2 separate regions of the Sus scrofa genome follow, and region 2 is linked to region 1. The links are chromatin contacts, called in public HiChIP or PLAC-seq maps. All regions are on one chromosome and are shown on one strand. The core of a region is the stretch at or near the end of the contact, and the rest is flanking DNA. Distances in the headings are between cores, read along the strand shown.

The links. HiChIP or PLAC-seq counts read pairs in DNA pulled down with a chosen protein or histone mark.
Region 2: a contact with region 1 is called in an H3K27ac HiChIP or PLAC-seq map of alveolar macrophages. The contact joins two enhancer-like sites. A contact is called at or near these places in 1 of 5 promoter capture datasets (liver), 23 of 47 Hi-C or Micro-C datasets (alveolar macrophages, blood, embryonic fibroblasts and 11 more) and 1 of 2 datasets of contacts at active chromatin or transcription factors (alveolar macrophages).

The regions. Positions count from the first base shown.
Region 1 is chr9:32,978,630-32,985,203 of Sscrofa11.1, forward strand. No RefSeq gene overlaps it. Among named protein-coding and RNA genes, the nearest start is that of BIRC3, 22 kb to the right of the region's middle. Within about 2 kb of position 3,217, at least 12 of the 83 cell types and tissues checked have an H3K27ac peak or open chromatin away from gene starts, as enhancers often do. A contact at or near this core is called in alveolar macrophages, where this site is marked.
Region 2 is chr9:33,182,939-33,189,512 of Sscrofa11.1, forward strand. No RefSeq gene overlaps it. Among named protein-coding and RNA genes, the nearest start is that of TMEM123, 26 kb to the left of the region's middle. Within about 2 kb of position 3,028, at least 18 of the 83 cell types and tissues checked have an H3K27ac peak or open chromatin away from gene starts, as enhancers often do. A contact at or near this core is called in alveolar macrophages, where this site is marked.

The DNA of each region.
Region 1 (6,574 bases), core at 1,967-4,466:
GTGGGTTAAAAGGATCCAGTGTTGCTGCAGTTGCAGCATAAGTCACATCTGTGGCTGGATCTGATCCCTAGGCCGGGATCTCCATATGCTATGGGACAGCCAAAAAAGAAAAAAATTCAGATTACAAAATAGTAATTCAATGTATAATTTGAAGAATTTAATGATAGAAAAAGCATGGCATATGTTCACCAAAATGATGACATGATTCTTTGTAGTTATTTTCTGGTTGTGTGATCTTGAGACAGATGTGACCACTATGTACCTTCAGTTTCATCAGTAACAAATGGAGGCAATGATACTTCATAATAATACATGCAAAGCACTAAGCAGAGTGTTGAATACACAAGTACTCAAAATATATTAGCCATCATAATCATTATCCTGTCTGTATTTTATGATTTTATGAGCATGTATATGTTAATGTTATAATCAGAAAAGATAATGAACTTTTTAAAAAAGATAATGCACATTGGGGAGGAGGGAACATAATTTATTCCCATCTGTAAGAACAGTAAGTCGGTTCCCATTTACCCAGAATGTTACATAGTCCCATCTTTTTTTTTTCTTTTTTTTTTTGGTCTTCTTGCTATCCCTTGGGCTGCTCCCTCGGCATGTGGAGGTTCCCAGGCTAGGGGAGCTATAGCTGCCAGCCTAGCCCAGAGCCACAGCAACGCTGGATTCGAGCTGCATCTGCAGCTTACACCACAGCTCATGGCAATGCCAGATCCTTAACCCACTGAGCAAGGCCAGGGATCGAACCTGCAACCTCGTGGTTCATAGTCGGATTCGTTAACCACTGAGCCATGACAGGATCTCCCATAGTCACATCTTTTTAATGTCTGCTTTTCTGGCTATCCTAAACAAGAATTCATTTACCATTTATGGATTAACTCCAGCATTAGGTTTTTTAGTGTCAATTTATCCTAAAGGGTAAAACTTAAATGTTACTAAGTCTAGCATAGAGTAAGGAGTTCAAACTATATTGCAGGTGCAACAAAAGCAATTTAAAATTCTTGATCCTAGCGACACTTTGCACCACAACTCTTGGTAGATAAGGGCTCACTTTCATTTGGAACAAAGACACTTAGGTAAATGTTTGGGTAAGTGGTAGGTACCATAGAATGGAGCTGGGTGTTGATTGGGTGAGGGCTTTACAGGGAAAAGGAAGTGTGTGCTCTTCAGTGCGAGGGGAAAGATGGGAAAAGGGGAAAGCTGAGGGCAGAAGAAGAGAGGAGGGAAAGAGAGGGGAGAGTGGGTTAGATGAAGAGAAGGGAGGGGAGGGAAGAGGCTGGTTGGAGGACTGAAGGAAGGACTTCTCAGAAATGTCTCAGTTGTTATGGGCAGTTGGTAATGGGATGGACCCCAGTGATTCTGTAAAGTCTGTGTGCTTCGGTTGGTGGGAAACGATGAGACGGATAGATTTCATATCTTTGTGGTTGCTGGTTGGACAGAGATAGCTTGTGCAGATGCAGGATTCCAGGAGCATAGGGGATCATGAGACCACATGTATTTCCAGAAATTCGCAGAAAACTTGGACACCCCTAGGCCATGAAACTTGGGCTCAAGACCATCTAAATCTCAAGGGACAAGGGAGGGAGGGCTCCAGGTAGCAGCATTCAGATTACATAAAGGGGTTGTGTGTGTGTGTGTGTGTGTGTGTGTGTGTGTGCGCGCCTGTGCATGCAAGTGAGAGCAAGAGAGGGAGGGAAATTCACAAATGGGAGGAGAATTGGGGAATGGAGAGAGAAATCAGTTGTGCTTATGAAAAATCTAACTACAACTATATCTGAAATCCTGTAATGGTCACATTTCATGCAAATATAGACTCTTCTGGTTTCCTCCCTGCTTCCAATTAGTAGTTGAATGTATTACCCAATCAATATCCCTGACAAGTGGATATCTCAAGTCATAGGAAACTCAGTGCTTTGGGGGGTAGAAAGTCCTTCTTTTGAAAAATGTCTGTGGTTAGGAAGGTTTTTGTTTTGCTTGTTTGTTTCTTTTGTCTTTTTAGGGCCACACCCGCAGCATATGGAGGTTGCCAGGCTAGGGGTCCAATTGGAACTACAGCTGCCACAGTAACATGAGATCTGAGCTGAGTCTGTGACCTACCCCACAGCTCATGGCAGCACAGGATTCTTAACCCACTGAGCGAGGCCAGGGAATGAACTTATGTCCTCATGGTTGCTAGTCAGATTCGTTTCCACTGCACTGCAACAGGAACTCCTGTTTTGTTTTGGTTTTGGGGGGTTTTTTTAGGGCCGAGCTTGCAGCATATGGAGGCCAGGGATCGAACCTGTGTCCTCATGGATACTAGTCAGATTCGCTTCCTCTGAGCCACTTCAGGAACTCCAGGAAGTTTTTCATATTAAATTAACAGTTCATTCATGCATTCATTCATCTAATAAATACTTATTAAGTATGTACTATGTGCCAGGCACTGTTCTATGCATGAGGATTCACAGAAGCTGCCGGGACAGTGCCCTGGCAGGAGTGGCAGTGCAGCAGCGACCTGCACCCACCAGCAAGGCTGAGGCCACAAGGCCACAATGCCAGATCAGTGCCAGTGACTGAGGAGACCTTTACTGACCACTGGGAGAAAGACAAGCCACCCAGAAGCTGCCCAGGGGAAGGGATTTGCATGGGCCAAGAATTCCAGTAATTATAGAAACTGGAGGCTGCTGTCATCATGTCCCACTTTCCAAAACCTATTCACACTCTTCATATCCCAATCCCATGCTGGAATGGCCAAGTTAACACAGGTTACATTACAGATCACATCTCTGCAATATTTTTTTTTTGAGCTATTTTATGCGGGGGGTGGAGGTTGGCTATAGCACAGATCTCACCTGTTGAGATCTTAAGTTCTAAGACTATTATCCATTTTACTGGCTATCAATCCTAGATTTTACTGCAGTATGAAGTGATGAGCAGTCTCTTCATGATGAGAAGTATCTTCATGCAATCTATTCATTATAGTCACTAAAATATTGCAAAGGACAAATTTGAGATCAGATCCCAAGACATCATCAAAATCTGCAGGGAGAAAAAAAATTGTTTGGCAATAATCAGGTTGGATTGTACATTAGATGCAAACTAACACCACTTATGCCATCATCCAGCCAGTTCCTGTTCATTTTGCTGCAAAGATATGGTGAGAGGCGTTGCCAAGGGCTTTGATGAAATTCAGACATCTGCAGTATTACCACCAGTCTCCTAAGCTTATCAAAACAGGAAGTGGGTGTGTCGGACCCAGATCTTTCCTTGTGATTGCAAACTCTCATGGTGATCACTTCTTCATTTTGTAAAAGCTTACACACTACTGTTTGACTAATTCATAGTAGAATCTCGCTTAAGACGATTTTTGCATTTATTTCCCCCAAATTTTCTGCAGAAGTTCCTTTCTTCCATTTTATGAAAATTAGAACGTTAGCTCATTTCCAGTTCCTACACTATTTTGTGTGATTTTCAAAAATTATTATGTAAGTAATGGTTAAGAAATATGTTCTGCACATTTTTTTGAAGTCATTTGTCCAAGACAGGAAACAAGAATAATTTAGAGTTGTTACTGCTTTTTATAACTCCCTCCCTATATTTTTTAATTTTTATTTTATGTTGGAGTATAATTAATTTACAATGTTGTGTTATTTAAGGATTTCAGGTATACAGCAAAGTGATTAAGTTATACATACACCTCTATCAATTCTTTTTCTGATTTTTTCCACATGTAGGTTATCACAGAATATTGAGTAGTGTTCCCTGTATACAGTAGGTCCTTGTTGATCATTTTACATATAGTAGTGTGTATATATTAATCCCAAACTCCTAATTTATCCCTCTCTCCACCTCTCCCCTCATTATCTTTTTTTTTTTTTTTTTTTTTTTTTGTCTTTTGTCCTTTTAGGACTGCACCGGTGGCTTATGGAGGTTAGGGGTCTAATTGGAGCTACAGCTGCCAGTCTACACCACGGCCCCAGCAATGCTGGATTCAAGCCACGTCTTCGATCTACACCACAGTTCACCGCAACACCAGATCCTTAACCCACTGATGAGCACAGGGATTGAACCCGCAACCTCATGGTTCCTAGTCAGATTCATTTCTGCTGTGTCACAATGGGAACTCTGGTCCTGGCTTTCTTTTGAAACCCAATTTTGACCTTCTATTTGCTACGCATTAGATTCTATCTTTCCTGACCGACATAAGTTTGGTCTCATCTCATTATCCCTCATTGCTTTCAACTAAATCAGACTATCAAGCTTTCACTTCAGTTTTTTGGTCCCATCCTCTGGAAACGGCTACCTGGTTAGTGTTTCTCCCAGTCAAGCCTGAATCCCCTGCAGGGGGGTGGGAATAGATGGGGTAAACATTAGTAAGAAAATAACAGAGGTCAAGATAATGAGGATTTCCCATCATGGAGCAGCGGAAACAAAGCCAACTATGGACTGTGAGGAACAGCCTGCATGTTCTGGCTGTGATGTAGGCCAGCGGCTGTAGCTCCCATTCGACCCCTAGACTGGGAACGTCCATATGCCACGAATGCAGCCCTAAAAAGCAAATAAATAAATAAATGAAAGAAAAAAAATTTAAAAAAAGAAGAAAGCAAGCCAGGACCAAGTAAGTACATGTAAGGCTATTGGATCAAATTCAGTGGCTGCTAACCACGTGGTCTCCTGAAAATTTGAAATGGGCTAGCACCACTGAGGAACAGAATTGTTACTTTCAGTTTAATTTAAACTAATTGATTTTGAAATTTAAAAATTGAACCAATGTCATTTTTTTTTCTTCATTAAATACAACCCCAATGTCCTGAGAGAACTATGTTTCACTTTAACCATTGAATCACTTAAGGTGTGATGTAGGTAGCATGCATCCTTGGCCTGTGTCTTTTCTAGTGTTACACATAAGCGCATGGCCAATCTAGTTGTTGTCAACAAAGTGATTTTCCTATACATTGATGTAACATTGTAACTCAATTATTTAGATGTTTATGCAGGCAGCCCAAGTTACTATGATACCTACATAAATTGTAACTGGTATTCGAATGGAAATACTTACTAGTTTAATTAAAACATAAAAATGATATTATTGTTTTAATTCAAAAATTAAATTAGACAAAATTTTAAAAGAAAAATTGGGAGTTCCCATCGTGGCGCAGTGGTTAACGAATCCGACTAGGAACCATGAGGTTGCAGGTTCTATCTCTAGCCTTGCTCAGTGGGTTAAGGATCCAGCGTTGCCATGGGCTGTGGTGTAGGTCACAGACGCGGCTGGATCCTGCGTTGCTGTGGCTCTGGTGTAGGCCTGTGGTACAGCTCTGATTCGACCCCTAGCCTGGGAACCTCCATATGCCACGAGAGCGGCCCAAGAAATGGCAAAAGACAAAAAAGAAAAAAGAAAAAAAGAAAAGAAAAATTGTATGGGGCATATGAGTGATGCAGAATCAAATCGAGATACAGAAGCCTGTCCTACATGCAACCAGAGCAATAAAGGAAAGAAAAACTAGGAGAAACCACATCTCAAATTTCACAGTGTTTGGCAGTTGCAGTTTGTTGAGACCAAGCAAAACAAAAAAATCTGTCTGCTTGAGGTATGTGTATATTTTCTAAGATAATAAAAAAAACAATATTAGAGACATTATCAGAAAATACATGATGTATTTGATATGTTTCCTCTCAACAGTCAAAAAGGTTGTTTTTTGTTTTTAAAAAAAGACTAAATTAGTTGCCTGAAATCAGAAATGAATATCCAGCAAAATTTTAAAAATTATGTCTAACAGGATGTGAGCTTCTAACTGTAGCTTGCTATTAAATGACTTGGATTCTTGCACAAAAAAGAAAATTATTTTTAGATGGCAATATGGTAAAAAAATTTATTATCTCAGTTATGGAAATATTATAAAAATTTATTATATCAGTTATAGAAAAAAGTAAAAAGTCATATTTTACAAAAAATAAAGTATATTCAATGAAGTCACCAAACAACTGCACATAGAATACAGCCCTTTTTAAAAATATCGAAGATGAATTGATTCAGAATTGGAAAGATTTTAAGTAGTTTTCTTTCACACATTTCAAGTGCTCTCAGTGAGTCATGCCCATGTAATACTTTGGTTATGTTTAGTCTCAGAGGGCCTCCAAATTTATGAAGAAGTGTGGTCAACTTATAGTCTAAAGAGTCAGACTCACGCCATAGATATATTTGAAGTTTTTATGACTGTCAAAGAAGAATTTCAGCTAAATATAAGAAAAATTAGTTTCTATTGTGATGAAGGTGATTGAGCTAACACATCAAAAATCTGGATTTTTAGTCATTTAAAGATAAGAGACATGTTTCCTTTATTGCCCTCTTCCGCAAAATGATACCTATTGAAAATATTTATGCTCGGTTTTCTGAATCAGACTCATAGAAGGTGTCACAGATAGAGTTATTAAAATTGGTCGATGTGTAAACACCAGTGCTGTGACTCAGCACCAGTTCATGGCACTGTTGAAAGAAGTAGAAGACACTGAATTTAATGATCTTGTATTACTGACCAATGCTCACTGGTTGGATTATAAAAGAATTTTACTAAGATTT
Region 2 (6,574 bases), core at 1,778-4,277, 200 kb after region 1:
GGTGCTGGCTTCAGGGACGAGTCGGCCCCAGGGAATCCCACAGTTGAGAGTCTGTCCCGTGCCCTCTGGTTTTCATTCTTATTCTAGCTCTTTGTCTCTGCATCTTTTTTTTTTTTTTTTAAACTGTCCTTTCAATTTTTTTCATTTTTAAAAAGTTTTATTGAAGTATAGTTAATTTACAAGGCTGTGATGATTTCTGATGTACAACAAAGTGACCCAGTCATATGTATACCCTGTCAGATAAATTTTTCTCCATATACTGGGGAATACACTACTGGGAATTTGTGCTGTGTCCCAGTGACTCACAACAAAGGAAAAAAGGCAACTTCCCTGATATCTATAGTTAGAAAACTAATTTATGGGTAATGAGCACACCTTTGGATCCATCATTGAGGCCAGAGGGGTGAGGTATTTTAGTTGGTTTTGTTTATGTCACTCACCTACTCCTATAGCCAAGGATGACAAAGCCTATTATCAAAAAAAGGGGAGGTGGCATAAAGGTGGCTGCTGAAGGGAACATGAATGGGGCCAGCATTTAATAAGAACCTTAAAAATGTTAGGTGAAGAACAAATTCTAACTAGTGTCTGGTATAGCACCTCTGCATCATTATTTACTAATGACATTGCACTGTAATTTCCAAATGCTATATTGATCAGATTTGTTCTATGATGGCTTGTAAAAAAGTTAATTAGCAGCTCTCTCCTGTTTTCTTATTGTCTAAATAACATTCAATATATATGTTCCTTGATGATTAAAAAAAATTCACCCATAAAAGCACTGGGGCCTTGCACTTTTTGTGGGGTAGGCTTTGAAGTGGGATGCTAATATTTATTTAGAATTCTTTCTTGAGCATTGGGTGTACTTAAATTTGCACAATTAATAACATACAGTAGACAGTCAAAATACGGTAGCTTCTTTATCTTCAACTGGAAACAGAGAAGATTGCAATGAAGATACTTGAGAAAGAGCCCAATATTTTGAAAGCAAAATTTTCAGAAGATTAATGTAATAGCAACGTTGAAAAAGAGAAGTATTAGAGAAGTCCTGTAGGAAAATGCTTCTCATTGGTCATGGAGAATCAGTTTATTTTTTTAATTTTTAAAACCTATTGCAGATCATTTGTTAAGAAAAAGAAAATTTAAACAACTGGTATACAAAATACAAGCCCGATATTCTAGTTTTAGATTTAACAGACATAAAATCATTCTCTCAAATTGTTGTCAGTGTTTCTAAACAACAACTTGCAATTTCTGTACTTACCTTGTGTTGGACTGGGAACAAACCTTTCATGGAAGGTCCCTGGTCCCCACTGACCAGGAGATTGTGAATAATTCCTCTGTCAATGCTGGCCAAAGCCCACAGGAACCCATCTGTTTCTGAGAAAGCTCGTTATCACTCGTTGTAGCAAGATGAGTTACATAGCCTGCAACATCTTGGTAAAAACAGTTGTTCCTCCTTCCCTGCAGGGGGTATGTTCCAAGCTCTCCTGTGGATGCCTGAACCTGCAGATAGTACTGAACCCTATATTTACTGTTTCTTCTTATACATACATACCTATCATAAAGTTTGATTTATAGGAGTTGACATTGTGGCTCAGCGGATTAAGAACCTGACATAGTATCCTTGAGGATGTGGGTTCAATCCCTGACCTTGCTTAGTGGGTCAAAGATCCAGTGTTGCTGCAAGTTGTGGCATAGGTCACAGAGGCAGCTTGGATCCAGCATTTCTGTGGGTGTGGTGTAGACCTCAGCTGCAGCTCCGATTCAACCCCTAGCCCAGGAACTTCATATGCTTGCAGGTGTGACTGTAAAAAGAAAAAAAAATTAATTTGTAAATTAGGCACAATAAGAGATTGACAATAACAATAATAAAATAGAATAATTACAACAATATTCTTTGTAATAAAAGTTATGTGAATATGGTGTCTCTCAAAATATCTTATTGTACCAATGTAATGTCTTTTCCATCTTAACTAAGCCCTTACCATGCACCGTGGTTATAACTTCGGCAGTTTGAGATGCAACAGCAAAATTGGCATATATCTCTTTTTCCTTCTTCACAATTTCATGGAGAGAAGATTTGTTCTTTCCATAAATCTTGACAGCTTCAGCGTAGTATTTTTTTTTCTTTATTGAGTCTCAAACTTTCACTTTTTCACTTAAAGGAAGCCCTTCGTGGCTCCTCTGGCAGATCTGAATTGCCAGCATTACTACTCTTGCACTGTGGCGCTCTTGTTAAGTAAGGGTGACTTGAATAGAGGCACTATCATACTAGGCCAGTTGATCTGATAACCAGATTGGGCACTAAGTGACTAAGGGGAAGGATAGCTGGACGATGGGAGGATTCACGTCGTGGTGGGGGGACGGAGCAGTTGGTGTGGGATTTTGTCACCCTACTCAGAACCAAACACAATTTAAAATTTATGAGTTATTTCTTTTTGAAATTTTCCATTTAATATTTTTAGACTAAGGTTGACCACAGGTAACTGAAACCGCTGAAGTGAAACTGCAGTTAAGTAGGGACTACTACAATTAGGACATTATTTTAGGATTTGGCTTAGGTAATACTGAGAGGTGGGGCTTTGTCTAAGACTGGATGCTGTCAGGAAGTGGGGGCAATTCTTTGATTGGTTATCTTAATCTTACTGGAAAGGGGCAGGAATAAGAAGAACCTAAAACTTTAACTGGCAAAAAGGCGATGGTTGCTCATATTACCTAGGATGGAAAATATTTTGGTTATTTTTGTGGTTTGGACATGTTCCTGTTTTTGTCTGTTCAGATGTGATTACGGAGTGGCCTTGTTTTTGCTCTGATGACAGAGTGGCCTGGGTCTGATGATGTTCTGTGAAACTGTTTATGTTCTACGCCAAGACCTAAGCCTGAGTGCCAGACCAGCTCCCGATATCAGGGACTACTCTTCTCTTTCTCATCTTTATAAGGGGACAAGGGTCTGTCTAAGGGTAAGATCATTTTATTTGAAAGATAAAGGAACAGGATGTGGTAAGCTGCTAAGGCAATACAGAGTCAGTCCTCAAACTTTAACAAGCATCAGAATCACCTGGCAGATTAGTGAAGCCATCACTTGCTGGGCCCAACCCCCTTGTTCTGGTTCAGTAGGTCTGGGTTGGGACTTGGGAATTTGCATTTCTAACCAGTTCCCAGGTGTTGCTGATGCAGTCAGACCACACTTTGAAAACCACTGCAGTAGATGGAGTTATCAAAGGTGAGGATGATTACAGGGAACAAAAGAAGACCTATTGTAGTTAGCTGCAGCTCCCAAGATAAAAATCTAGAGCATTTTCCTAGTCATACTGTGATGCAATTCTAACCCTGGACTACACAGTGCATTTTACTATTTTAAATTACAAGTCTTTGAGGGGGACCTATACCCGGGAACATTCTTTCCAACATAGTCTATGCAAATTGTTGCCTACTGAAGTTTGGACTTAACATGAAAGTGAATTTATGTATTTGTTATCCATTTTCCAGGAAGTCTTCAATTTAAATAGGCAGATCCATTTTAGGAAAATTGGCTAGAAAACCAGTTTTTCAAATGGATTTTCTGAAAATTGGCTGATTTGCAAATAGTGTATCTACTGAGTGCAAAGTAACCCTTACCATCCCCTGTTAACTCTTCCACTCCATCATAAGACAGAGTTCCTTATAAGGTGTGTAACTGCCTATGCTTTTTTTTTAATGATGACTTTTATTTTTTCTATTATATCTGATTTACAGTATCTTGTCATTTTTCTACTTTACAGCAAAGTGACCCAGTCTCTCTCTCTGTCTCTTTCACACACACATATGTATTCTTTTTCTTACAGTATCTTCCATCATGCTCCATCACAAGTGACTAGATTTAGTTCCCAGTGCTCTACAGCAGGATCTCATTGCTTATCCATTCCAAATACAGTAGTTTGCATCTGTTAACCCCAGATTCCCAGTCCACCCCACTCCCTGCCCCTCCTCCTTGCAACCACAATGCTTTTGAAATATTTCAATGTCTTTACTAAAATTTTGACATTGCTTACTTATCTTTTTTCTTTTCTGAGATATTTGGTGAAAAAGAAAGTGGTAAATTGAGGTGGGAATGAGTGATCCCTTCTTGTTCTGAAAAATTGATATTAATTTAATTTCCTCTATGTTTGCTTGATATGGGATAAAAGAAGAGCAGTGTACATGGATCTCTTGTGATTCAGCTGGCTTACCTCTGTATCAAATAAAGAGTCTGTATAAGAACTTATTAATGTGATTTTTATAGCTCTTTTAACAAGTTACAAACTATTAACTCTAAAAGGATATCAACAATCTGGTAATTCATAAAAAACAGCTCAAACAAGTATAAATTATTCCTATAGAATTAGGAAGCTTGGCCTTCTTTCTAAAATAATTTCATCACATCTCTAGAGAGACAGTGTTTGACAAGGAGCTAGATTTTGCAAATCTGGTTAAGTTTTTTTCAGTTTAGCATTCAAATAAGAATTCAAATAGAATGAGATGATTAATTTTGGGGTTGTGGTGGGTCTACCTTTGATTAGCTACTGGACAAGGATTAGGTCTTGCTTGATAAGTAATGTAACTTCTGTTTCTTTGTGAAATGAGGAACTTAGACTAATTAAACTCTAAGGAGTCTCTGAATGCTTTAATGTTCAAGTTATTATACTAGCCCTAGAGCTGTAGGTTTTAATTATATTACGCTCATCTCTTTCACAGCTCTTCTTAATTATTATTATTATTATTGTCATTTTAGGGCCACGCCTGTAGCATATGGAGATTCCCAGGATAGGGGTTGAATTGGAGCTGTAGCCGCTGGCCTAAGCCACAGCCACAGCACTGCCAGATCCGAGCTGTGTCTGCAACCTATACCACAGCTCATGGCAATGCCAGATCCTTAACCCACTGAATGAGGCCAGGGACTGAACCTATATCCTCATAGACACTAGTCAGATTCGTTTCCACTGGGCCACGACGGGAACTCCTTCTTAATTATTTTTTAATGTTAGAAGGATGTTGATGATAAAGGCATGTGTGGAGATGGCGAACATCTGGGAACAGATGAGGAAGAGCTGAAGGACTGGAGATTGTTGAGCTTGGGAGAGAGGAGGTTCACCGTGGGGGAGCTATGAGATTTCTTGGAAAAATATGTGGATCTTGTCCTGTGAGGAAGAAAAACCTATATTCTAAGATCAAAGTGTGGAAATTACTGGGAGACAAAATTTGGTTCAGTGTCAGGAAAAACATTTCAACTATTCATTCAAATATTTCTCAGTATTTGTTGAGCACTTACTATGTGCCAGGCACTGATCTAAATTCTGGGATTTGCCAGTGAACAAAAGACAAAACCTCTTATCCCTATGAGGTGTGTGTTCTGTTAGGGTAGTCTTATGTGGCAGTCACCGGCTCTTTTCAAACAAAGATGGGCTGATCATAGAGAATATGGTGGCTGGGATTTCTCCTTGGGCCTGGATAATTGCCACAGTCTCTAAAGTCTCCAATGGTAGGAACAGTAATCATAACATTTTTTTTTTTTCCCACTGTACAGCAAGGGGGTCAGGTCATCCTTAGATGTATACATTGGAGTTACAGTTTTTTCTCCCACCCTTTCTTCTGTTGCGACATGAGTATCTAGACATAGTTCTCAATGCTATTTAGCAGGATCTCCTTATAAATCTATTCTAGGTTGTGTCTGATAAGCCCAAGCTCCCGATCCTCCACTCCCTCCCCTCCCATCAGGCAACCGCAAGTCTTCTCCAAGTCCATGATTTTCTTTTCTGAGAGATGTTCATTTGTGCTGGATATTAGATTCCAGTTATAAGTGATATCATATGGTATTTGTCTTTCTGGCTCATTTCACTCAGTATGAGAGTCTCTAGTTCCATCCATGTTGCTGCAAATGGCATTATGTCATCCTTTTTTATGGCTGAGTAGTATTCCATTGTGTATATATACCAAATCTTCCGAATCCAATCATCTGTCGATGGACATTTGGCTTGTTTCCATGTCCTGGCTATTGTGAATAGGGCTGCAATGAACATGCGGGTGCATGTGTCTCTTTTAAGTAGAGCTTTGTCCGGATAGATGCCCAAAAGTGGGATTGCAGGGTCATATGGAAGTCCTATGTATAGATTTCTAAGGTATCTCCAGACTGTTCTCCATAGTGGCTGTACCAGTTTACATTCCCACCAGCAGTGCAGGAGGGTTCCCTTTTCTCCACAGCCCCTCCAGCACTTGTTATTTGTGGATTTATTAATGATGGCCATTCTGACTGGTGTGAGGTGGTATCTCATGGTAGTTTTGATTTGCATTTCTCTTATAATCAGCGATGTTGAGCATTTTTTCATGTGTTTGTTGGCCATCTGTATATCTTCCTTGGAGAAATGTCTATTCAGGTCTTTTGCCCATTTTTCCATTGGTTGATTGGATTTTTTGCTGTTGAGTTGTATAAGTTGCTTATATATTCTAGAGATTAAGCCCTTGTCAGTTGCATCATTTGAAACTATTTTCTCCCATTCTGTAAGTTGTCTTTTTGTTTTCTTTTTGGTTTCCTTTGCTGTGCAAAAGCTTTTCAGTTTGA